Regions from separate parts of the Capra hircus genome. Here all the other regions are linked to region 1. A link is a contact called in public Hi-C data. All regions are on one chromosome and are shown on one strand. The core of a region is the stretch at or near the end of the contact, and the rest is flanking DNA. Distances in the headings are between cores, read along the strand shown.

Region 1 (3,355 bases), core at 354-2,853:
CCCTTCATTCCTACATCATTCCATGTGCATCTTACTATGAAAAGTATCGCTTTTGATGCTGAAAAAGGAAAAAGCAGATAAGCAAAAAGAAGGAAATTAAAATCCATCTGGATTCTTGCTATCCAGAAATAAACATTTCACCATATATTCTTCCAGTTCTTTTCTATGCATATATTCAAATTTTTTACCCAAATGTGATGTTAAATATACCATGTGAAGCCCGGCTGTGGGATGCTACATAGCACAGAGGGCAAGCTCTGGTTCTGGAGTCAGCCTGGGTTCAAATCCTCTGCGTACTACTCTCTTCATCTGTATTCATTTCCTGTGGCTGCCATAACAATTTACCACAAACTGGGTGGCTTAAAACAACAGACATGTATTCTCTCATAGTTCAGGAGGCGAGAAGTCTGAAATCAAAGTGTCAGCAGGGCCGGTTGTTCCTGGAGCTCTCAGAGAGAATCTGCTCCATGTGTCTCTCTCTCCAAGCTCCAGGAGGCTGCCAGCAACCCTTGGCGTTCCTTGCCTTGTAGACACATCACTTCAGTCTCTGCCTCCACCCTCACGTAGACTTCTGTCTGTGTCTCTGTGGGGCTCAAATCACTCTCTCTCTTCTCATGTTAAGGCTGCCAGTCAGAGATGGGCCCGGGGAGATTTTGTTTTTAGCAATTACCTCTGCAAAGACCCTATTTCTAAATAAGGTCATGTTCTCAGGTTCCAGGTGGCCATGAATTTGGTGGGGTGGTAGGGGGTTACTATTTATCTCACTGTATTAGTATTGTGCTCTTGGATGAGGAATTTTACCTCTCTGAGTGTAAGTTCTTGGGGTTTTTTTTAAGAACTAAGTGTGATAACACCCATAAAGCTAATACATAACATCCAGGACACAGTAACTATTCAACAAATGCTGGTTACAGATGATGACCAAAAAATATGATTATACCGTAATGTGATCGATCAATAACTTATTAGCCATTTAGATTTTTTCCCATTTTTTGTTAGCATAGGTGAACTCCTAATAAATATCCCCGTATCTTTAGTTTTGAAAATGTTTTACACATTCATGTTTATTTCCTTAGCATAAATGAGTCGTGGTTCCCAAAATTCTAAGGCTTTTGAAGTCCCAGTTCCATTCTTGGACTTCACGGGGTTACAATTGATTTCCATCGTCTGTTTCGGGAAATCACAGTCTGAATTCTTTGGCACAGCAGTCTGGAGACCTGTCTCAGTTTTCCCCAAAGTATCATTCCTGGAAATACACACTGAAGATCTGACAGTGTGTTTTCTCATGCCTGTTTTCTCACGATTCTTCTCCGGATGGGAATGCAGTGGGGCCGAGGAGGAGATGCACCCTGGGGTTGTTGTCCCGGGGGGGCCACCGGTGGGTGGGGAAGGAGCCGTACCCATCTGGAGCTCAGCCACTGGATTCTGCAAAGCAGTTTTGAACACTCAGGTAGACGGTGAACCACACCAACCGTGACAGGAAAACAGCCCACCACAAATAAAAGCCTAGAGCTCCAGCTGACACTTGGGTGCTCACGTCTTAATACGAAATTGCTCAGCAGTTCAAACGTCCTGGCTCAAAGCCCTCACCGCACGTTGAGGAGCCAAGGGGCCATCTTTCCGGGGCAACCCTCAGGCCCCAGGTGATCCCAGCCCCTGCTGTCTGCCTCCTCCTGGGCACAGAGGTGAGGCCAGAGGAACAGGAAAAGGAAAAAGCCATGTGCACGGCCCCTGCTGCAGCCAGAGTACTTTGGTGTCCAATTTGAATTACGCTGTTTACAATGGCAGAACACAGAGGGGGCTCTCACAGATGCACCCAAGAACTAGGTGAGAAATAACATGACGGAAGGCCATCCACTAAGGCCCTGACTTTTGACAGTTTCCCCGTGGAGTGAACACACAAATATTTAGTCAGCTTCTTTTGACCACAATTAGAAAATATTACCAGGGCAGGTGACCACAAATGGTATTTAAAAACAGCTTGCTGGTTTTGCAGGGGGAGCTAAGTCAGAGAAATGCTCCCCCATCACACATACAAGCCCAGCCTCACCCTCCCTCCCCCGCGAAACTATTTTTCTTTAGATTGACATTCTTTTTTAAAATAAGGTTTGAAATAGTTCTCAAAAGTCATGAATTTGAAGGTGAGTGGGGTCCATCTGAAAAAAAAAATCTATATTTAGCTTCGCAACGGGCTTGTGAAAACTTGTTTTTATTTTGATTGTTGTGGGTTTGCACCCCTGGAGTTTCGTTTTGACTTTTCGGGTTAAATGAATTTCAAAGTGAAACTCATCCAATTGTCACATTTTCCCCCTCGTTTTAATGTAAAAACTGGAGGCTTTCTTATTCCAGAGGTCCTGACTACTGGTGTTTCTCTGGAGTTCCTCTCCTCTCCCTGTAGCAAGCTGTCAACCCCAGCCCTCCGCGTGTCTAAAGCCTCTTTTAGAGCTGAGACTGGGGGAACGCCCTTGGTTGAGGTGTCAGAAGAGCTGAGTTCATATTCTTGCTCATGGGCGGTGAAGCAACTTGGTCAGATCTGTGCTTGTTTCCTCCTTGGAGAAATGAGAGGCAAAGATCTCCTCCCTGTTAGGGTGCTGTGATGAAAAATCCAAGTTGAACCTGATTGTCAATTAAGGAACAATATTTGTCCTAAAGTAAACGTTGTTATCTAGGGAAGGATTTATCATCAAAATGTTTCTTTCTTTTTTATATATATATAAGCATTTGGAGATTCAGAATCTGATGTTGGAAGCTGTAAAGTGAATTTCTGCTACCCCAGAAAGGTACAGCCTCAGAAAGATCCTCTGACTGGTAAACAGAAGAACGAATTATTAAGCCCACCTGTGAAGAGAACATCATTCTATACTGTCTCTACCATGATGATGTATTGGGGCTACTTTTTTAACGTCTGTTATGCTTTATGTTGCTGTTGTTTAGTCGTTCGGTTGGGTCCGACTCTTTTGCGACCCCATGGACTGTAGCCCACCGTGCTCCTCTGTCCATGGGGTAGCCATTTTCTTCTCCAGGGCATCTTCCTGGCCCAGGGATCGAACCCACATCTCCTGCACTGGCAGGCAGATTCTCTACCGCTGAACCACCAGGGAAGCCTGTTCTGCTTTATACAAAACAGCTAATAAGTTATAACGATATTCAGTTTATATTCACGTCCTATTGCGGCTGTAACACATTACCGTGAATGGAGTGCCTTTCAACACAAATACAAACTTCTTACCTGCCAGATCTGAAGATCAGAAGCCTGAAAGCAGTTTTCCAGAGCTAAATTCAAGGTGTTGTTACCAAGTCCAAGCTCACTCTGCTCACTGTACGATGGGTCAATGAATCCGCGAGGTGAGGGGTG
Region 2 (3,355 bases), core at 381-2,880, 210 kb before region 1:
AAGTTTTAAAAAATTACTTTTCTTAATGAATACCAGTTTTTCATACTGTAAATCTATTTTATAGCACCACAAAACCTAAAATTTGGGGGACCTTGTGCTAAAGAGATGTCAGAAACAATGGAAGACACCTTTAATTGTCTTCTATGAGCACAACTTTGGTTCAGTTTGCACGTGTTGGAGGGGACTGATTGTGACATCTAGGACGGAGGTGGAGGGCTGGACGAATGCACCCCTAATCCAGGCACTTGTCCCCGGAAGTCTCCAGAAAGCTGGGGCCTCAGGGTCTCCTGGTCTCTACCTCCCAGGGAGCTCCTGGTCACTCATCCTGCCTCCAGGATCTACCTGTGGCTCCTGGGATATGCCTGGGAGTTCACTGAGGGTTTGGGGCTCAATCCAAAGCACACACACGGGACAAATTTGCCAAATATACTACTGTGTGTTAGATCTCCTAATTTTAAAAGATAAGCGTTATAAATATTCTTAAACTTTTTCAAAACTTCAGCTGAGTCTAAAATGCTTCTTCAGATAATTTATGTATAAATCTTACGTGAGCAATTTACTATTCTAATCAGTACAGATCTGGTCAGAGAAACAAAAGATTGGAACTAAAAACATACTTCATATCTGAAAAAACATGAACAGTCTTTCTTGTTCAATTATACTGACACAGATGGAAAAAAGACTTTTTTTTTTGGCCTCACTGAGAAGCTTATAGGATCTTAGTTCCCTGACCAAGGATCCAACCCAAGCCCTGGGAAGTGAAACTGGGTCCTAACCTCTGGACCAGCAAGGAAGTCCCAAGAAACATTTCCTCGCAACAGGCATGTTGGGATGACTGCCTTCATCCTCACAGAGTATGCTTTCGAGAGGGAACGTGGTAGAAGACAGTTTCTTCTCTCTGCAGCTATTTTTTTTTTTTCCAAAATCACTTTCCATTTGTCCTAAGTCAGGGTTTCTAAATAATCACAACGAAACTGTACTCAAAACAGGGCACTAAACGCCTGTTTTCAAAGTTCAGACAGAAGTGTCAGCTTCTAAGCTGATTTCATACTGTGCACCTGATATTTTGGGGGGGAGTAGGTTGCAACAACATGATACAAACATAACTTTCTCTAATGTTTATGCTAATATGATGCTAAACTTCTAACTCACACACTGAAATCTTGGCTACCGTCCATCTCTCCTGAACATGGTTGTCTTTTAATTAGCCAGATATGTCTGTAATAATAAATATAAAGCTTCATAAGAACTCAATAAACCAAGGTGAAATCTTTACCACCTAAAGCGTTTAGATAGCTTACAATCAACTAGATGGTGTTTTCTCAATGGGAAATACAGATTGCAAGGCAAGGTATCTTTCGATCTGTTTATACTGAGTGTTAACTTACGAGGCAGCCATGGTGCTATGGAACATGCATATGTACTCATGTTGTTCTTAGCACAACACTGTGAGGCACGCAGTGTTACAGGCATGGGACAACAGAGAACAGGGAGGCTCTGAGAAGGGGAAACGAGCATGCATCAGGCGTGACCACGTGGCATCGTAACAGTGCTCATTCTACATTATCTCACCTAACTCTCTCTGCAACCCTAGGACGTATCAGTAACCCCACTTTACAGAGGAGAACACTGGGAGGTACACAGCCGAGATTGCTAAGCTGGGAACGAAACCCCCTTACGCATCATGAGCACAATCCCTCTCTCTGGTCACCAAATTCTTCAAGCTTCAAGCCAGAAACCGGAGGCAGAGGTCATGGCCATGGAGGGGGCTGCCACAAATATTACCTCCTGGTCACTGTATCCACTGAGGCTACAGAAACCAATTGCCTGGAGGAGGGGAAATATACAACCATGCCCCAGGGTTGAAGGTAAGTTTCTTTTTAAATCCAGAGGATGTGGTCCACTGGGTGGCTTTATATTCTGGTTTAACCCAGAGCTTAAAGCCTAAGGAAAACAAACTGCCAATCTGACTCCAAGGCTGACTCAGCCTTCCAGAGATTCTATAAATGACTGATCACTGAGAGAAGGGAAAGCTCTCGAAGACCCACTGGAAGGCTCTTCTCAGCTGCCTTCCTGCTTGTCCCTCATACTTCCCTCTGTATGACTAACTCGGGGTCTAAATTTACATGTGTAATTATTCACAACAGCCAAAGGTGGAAACTACCCAAATGTCTATCAGCTGATGAATGGATAAACAAATTGTGGTGTATTTGTGGCATACAATGGAATATTATCCAGTCATAAGGACTGAAATACTGATACATGCTACAGTGTGGATGAACCTCAAAAACATTATGCTAAATTAAAGACGCCAGACCCCCAAAGTCACATATCATATGTATGATCCCATTTATACGTAGCATCCAGAAAAGGTAAATCCATAGAAGCAGGAAGCAGGTTGGTGGCTTCCAGGGGATGAAACATGAGGGTATTGGGAGTGACTTTTTAATGGGTATGCGGATTCCTTTGGGGTGATGAAAATGTTTTGGAACTAGATTGAGGTGATGGCTACACACTAAATTGTATACTTTAAGAGGGTTAATTTCATGTTATGTAAATCCACTTCAATTAAAAAAAAACACATATGTGAATTCGCACTCCTTGGGCAGTCTTGAATAACAATGTACAGTACGCCAAGCCATAAAGATGCCCCACCCTGGGCTCTTTTTACATTACACACAAATAGACAGAGACGGATTTCCTGTAAGTAAGCTGATCTTGAAGAAAAAAATGTTAGAGAAAGAAAATGAGAACTAAGCCAACTCAACAAAACAAAACAAGATTCAACACTGTATTTTTTTCATCTTTGTATCTCCTCTATCCCACGAAACCAAACATAAACCCCAATCACCAAGTATACCACACACAGAAAAACTGGTACTTAAAGAGACCAGTAAAATGAAATCTGTGGTGGGCTGTCCCCTCACTGTCCCAAACTTAGAAGAAAATTCCAACAGGCCCTTAAACATACAAAAAGAGGCACAATCTCACTGATAATCAAGGATATTCAAAAGAAAACAACTAGAGAATCTCTCTTCATCCATCAGAGTGGGAAACCTGGACAAGATTCCAGCTCTCTAGCTGCAGTGAGGTAACCAGGTATTTCATATTTTCCTGGTGAGACTCTCCATTGATGCAACTTTTTTGGAATGTCATCTGGCATCATCTTTGACTCAGCTCTTAGGAATCTATCCTTCAAACTGGGTAAGTGAGAATATGCGCACAAGAATTTTAACTGTGGTGTTTTGTGGAATGGTAAAAACCTAGGATGCCCCTGAATGCCATCAACTGAGGAATATTTAAAGAAACTATGGCGCACCTTACGGGCTTCCCTTGTAGCTCAGTTGGTAAAGAA
Region 3 (3,355 bases), core at 598-3,097, 180 kb before region 1:
CTCACATTGTAAGCGAGACGCCGCTGCCTTACCAAAATAGCCCCTCCACCAACCGAGTGGCAGCCTTTCCCCGCACAGCTTCTTTCATGTCAGCCAGAGCCTTCGCAGCTCAACATGCCTTTCCTACATGTTACATTTTAATGATCTGAGAAAACCGTTATCAGAGTTAACATCTCTAATTTTACTCTAAACAGACAAAAGCAAAATATCTCATTAGGCATCATCTCCGCCAAGGTTCCCACTAGGCAGGAAAGGATTTTTATCTAAAGTAATTACTCATTTTAGTTAAATACACTCAACAGATGAAATTTACACCGGGAGTGAGAGACTGCAGCACTAGACCGCGAAGGTGAAAGCCGAGGAACGCTGCGTCCCGCCGCTCCCTTCGCCAGGCGGCCGAGAGTGCGCAGCTCTGCCCGGAGTTGGGCGCCCTCGTCCCTCCTGTTTCCCAGGGGTCACGGGTCATCGAGACGACGGTGACCAGACAGGCAAATTGCGAAGCGCTCCTTCCCCGGCCACAGACAAAAACCATCTGACGGCGGTGCGGGAACTTCCCCCCAAGTTATCAAACTCGCCTACATGCGAGACGGTGCTGCAGATACCTCGCGCGCCCACGACCCTGGAAGCCTGCGGTGCGCGGTCCCTTTCACACGCACACACCCGGCCCTGTCCGCTCCCTCCCACGGTCCGAGTTCTTGCAAATCCCCGGCCAAACCGAGGTCGCCGAGGTGCTCACTCGAGTCCCTTCTCGTGGGCAGCTAGGGTAGTCCAAGGAGCGCCGCCCGCCTCCCTCTCCATGGGTGCTCGGCTCCTGAGCACTCACCGGGTGAGAGGAGAAAAACTGCGAGACCCTACAGGGCGCCTCGGCGAGGGGGCGGTGGAGCGGTGTCCCCTGGATAAACTCCTCTCCTAGGTGGAGCCCAAAAGGGGTTTGCAGACTGAAGTGCAGGCAGGGAGAAGAAGGGGTGTGTGTTGCACTTTGATTTCATGCAGAATCGTGGAAGAGGAAGGTGCAAAGATTTTTCTGTCTGAAGGCACGAGCCTTTCGGCTCGAGCTCCCCGGGACTCATGCCAATGACCCGGTCCTTGGCTAATAGCGATCATACCCAGCGCGCAGCCCGAGGTCTGCGCCGAGAGTCCCCGGGCTGCCTCTTCCCGGGACCCTAAACTTGGGCTTTGATACCTCGCCAGTCTCTGTAGTCTCAGCTACCCGGCGGCGACTGACAGCCGAGCGCAAAGCTTCGCGGAGCAGCCCGGGTCGCGGACGCCGCGAGCTGGGAGGAGGCCGCCCGGCCTGGCACCGCGATCGCGGGCCGGGGGCCCGAGTGCAGGGCCGTGGGTCTGACAGCTGCTCCGGTCGCGCGGACGCGCGCCTCCCTCCAGCCCGCCCTCCCCACGCCTGACTTATTACCCTCTGCTCCTCCTCCCCCTGCTGTTCCAAAACACCCGTCGACGCGAGCAAAATACAATGCCTCCTCGCCCGCCGTAAACAGCCGGGCGACAGAGCGCACGGCCGCAGCCGTGCGTCCGCCTGCTCAGCTCCCACCCCCTTCCCGTTCCTAGAAAATGCCATCAAAGCGGGCAGGGCGCTCGGCTGGCGGCTGCGTGCGCGCCCCGCAGCCGCGGCTCCCTTCCCGCGCCGCTTCCTCACGCCTCCCTGCCAGTCCCGCAAGCCCGCTCCCCCCGCGCCCCCTCCCCGGCCAACTTGCCCCGCCGCGGGGGCCCGGGACCCGCGGGCCACGGACTCACCTCGCCAGAGAACTTTGCGTTCTTTTCCGTCTCCTCTTGCCCGCGTCCTCCCAGCCCGCAGCCCCCTCCCGGCGGTCGGCGGATTGGGGAGGGGTGGGGGTCACCGAAAGCTCACCGAGGGGAGGCGCATCACATGGCAGCTCGTCCCCAGCCCCCCGAGAGTGGCGGGAAGGGGGAGGGGAAGGGTCGAGGGGAGGCCGGGGAGAAAGCGAGAGCCCGGCGGCCGCGGGAGTGGGCAGGCGGGGTGGCGAGGGCGGCGGCGGGCGCTGGCTTTAGCGCTGCTGCGACCGCAGCCCGGGCGTGCACGGTCGCCGCTGCCGCTGCTGCCGCTGCTGCTGCTGCTGCTGCTGGCGAGGCGGCGGCTGCTCGGCGCTGTTTGCTCCTCGCCGCGCGGCTCGCGCTCTCCCCGGAACGCCCACACTCTCAATCGCTACATTGTTGACATTCGGCGCTGACGTCACCCGTTCCCCATTCACAATAACTTTACGGGAGCCGGGCAGCGCACCTCCCCGGCCGCTGGGGCGCCGTACGCCCGGCGACTAGCGTAAGCCGCTCCGCGAATGGCGCTCCGGGGGCTAGGGCGGAGGGACAGGGGGCGGGCGCGCGCTCGGCCTACTCGCGGGAGGGGGCGCGCCTCACGCCGCCGCCGCTGCTGCTCTCCCCGCTTTGTGCGGCCGCGCGGCCTGGAGAGCCCCTTGCTCCTGGCCCTCTTGGCCGCCTGGTCGGTCCGGCCTGGCCGGCGACTCGCCCAGGGGCCTTGAAAGGCCAGGACTGGGGGCAAGAGGGGTGGTTGGCGAGGTGATGGCTGGTGTGTCACGTGGGGAGCGGGCAGAGCCGGGGCACTAGACCCTGGAAGGGGAGTGGGACCTCGAGACCTGGGTTTCCGGGCTTGCCTAGCGGTTTCCCAAGAAGGGGCAGGAAAAGATGCTCTGCGGGCCCCTCAAAGCTGACCGGTCCCCCTGTTGGGAGCAGACGGGGTGAGAAAGAGTAGCCTCTGACCTAACGTTGATACTGACTTTTGAATCCTTTCCAGGAGGGCCTCCGCCTGTCCCACCGAGGTGGCCTCTAAGTCCACACGCCAGGGTTTGAAAAGGGGCGCGTGCGATTGCGAAGCTCACCCAAGAGCCTACCTCGCAGCTGCTGCCCCAGTACTGCTGGGTTCCAGCCCCCTCCCCCGCCGCCCACTCGAGAGGCCGCCAGGGTGTTGCTGCTGCACTTGAAGGCCATCGCGCGGCTGCCCTGTCGGAAGAAAGCTTGATGGTGGTTAGGGTTTTACAGAAAGTAATTAGGACTTCGACTGAAGGAACATTTGCAATAAAAGGAGGTTGTGTTAGTATAGTGCTGGTGCCTGCAACTTTACGCCTGCGAAGGCCAAGAAATTCTGCCACGTTTCCCTGAACACCTATAACTTGGCCCCCTTGTGTACAGGCAGTATTCTGTATTATTACATGTGGTGCTGATTTTTAATGAAGATTATAAAACTTTGGCTCGCTCTACTGAGAGAAGGACCATAAATCGCCCCTGTAAAATGGGCACTGGCATATGCTGAGGAAGCAGCGAAGCGCTGCCCTGGGAGTCTTGTGATATCAGCCAAAGTGTTGCTCTG

Evidence for each region. Hi-C and Micro-C count contacts between places; a contact is called where the count stands out from the background.
Region 2: a contact with region 1 is called in a Hi-C map of blood, with 3 times the contacts expected there. The contact joins two enhancer-like sites. A contact is called at or near these places in 2 of 5 Hi-C or Micro-C datasets (blood and liver).
Region 3: a Hi-C map of blood shows a contact between it and region 1, with 6 times the contacts expected there. The contact joins the promoter of BACH2 here to the enhancer-like site in region 1. A contact is called at or near these places in 2 of 5 Hi-C or Micro-C datasets (both in blood).

The regions. Positions count from the first base shown.
Region 1 is chr9:47,065,254-47,068,608 of ARS1.2, reverse strand. No RefSeq gene overlaps it. Among named protein-coding and RNA genes, the nearest start is that of MAP3K7, 110 kb to the right of the region's middle. Within about 2 kb of position 1,603, at least 1 of the 5 cell types and tissues checked has an H3K27ac peak or open chromatin away from gene starts, as enhancers often do.
Region 2 is chr9:47,276,111-47,279,465 of ARS1.2, reverse strand. The region is part of intron 1 of BACH2 (transcription regulator protein BACH2); the gene reads right to left. Among named protein-coding and RNA genes, the nearest start is that of BACH2, 31 kb to the right of the region's middle. Within about 2 kb of position 1,630, at least 1 of the 5 cell types and tissues checked has an H3K27ac peak or open chromatin away from gene starts, as enhancers often do.
Region 3 is chr9:47,245,138-47,248,492 of ARS1.2, reverse strand. It overlaps BACH2 (transcription regulator protein BACH2), which reads right to left and starts at 1,847. Exons shown (of 7, transcript XM_018053144.1): 1 at 1,750-1,847.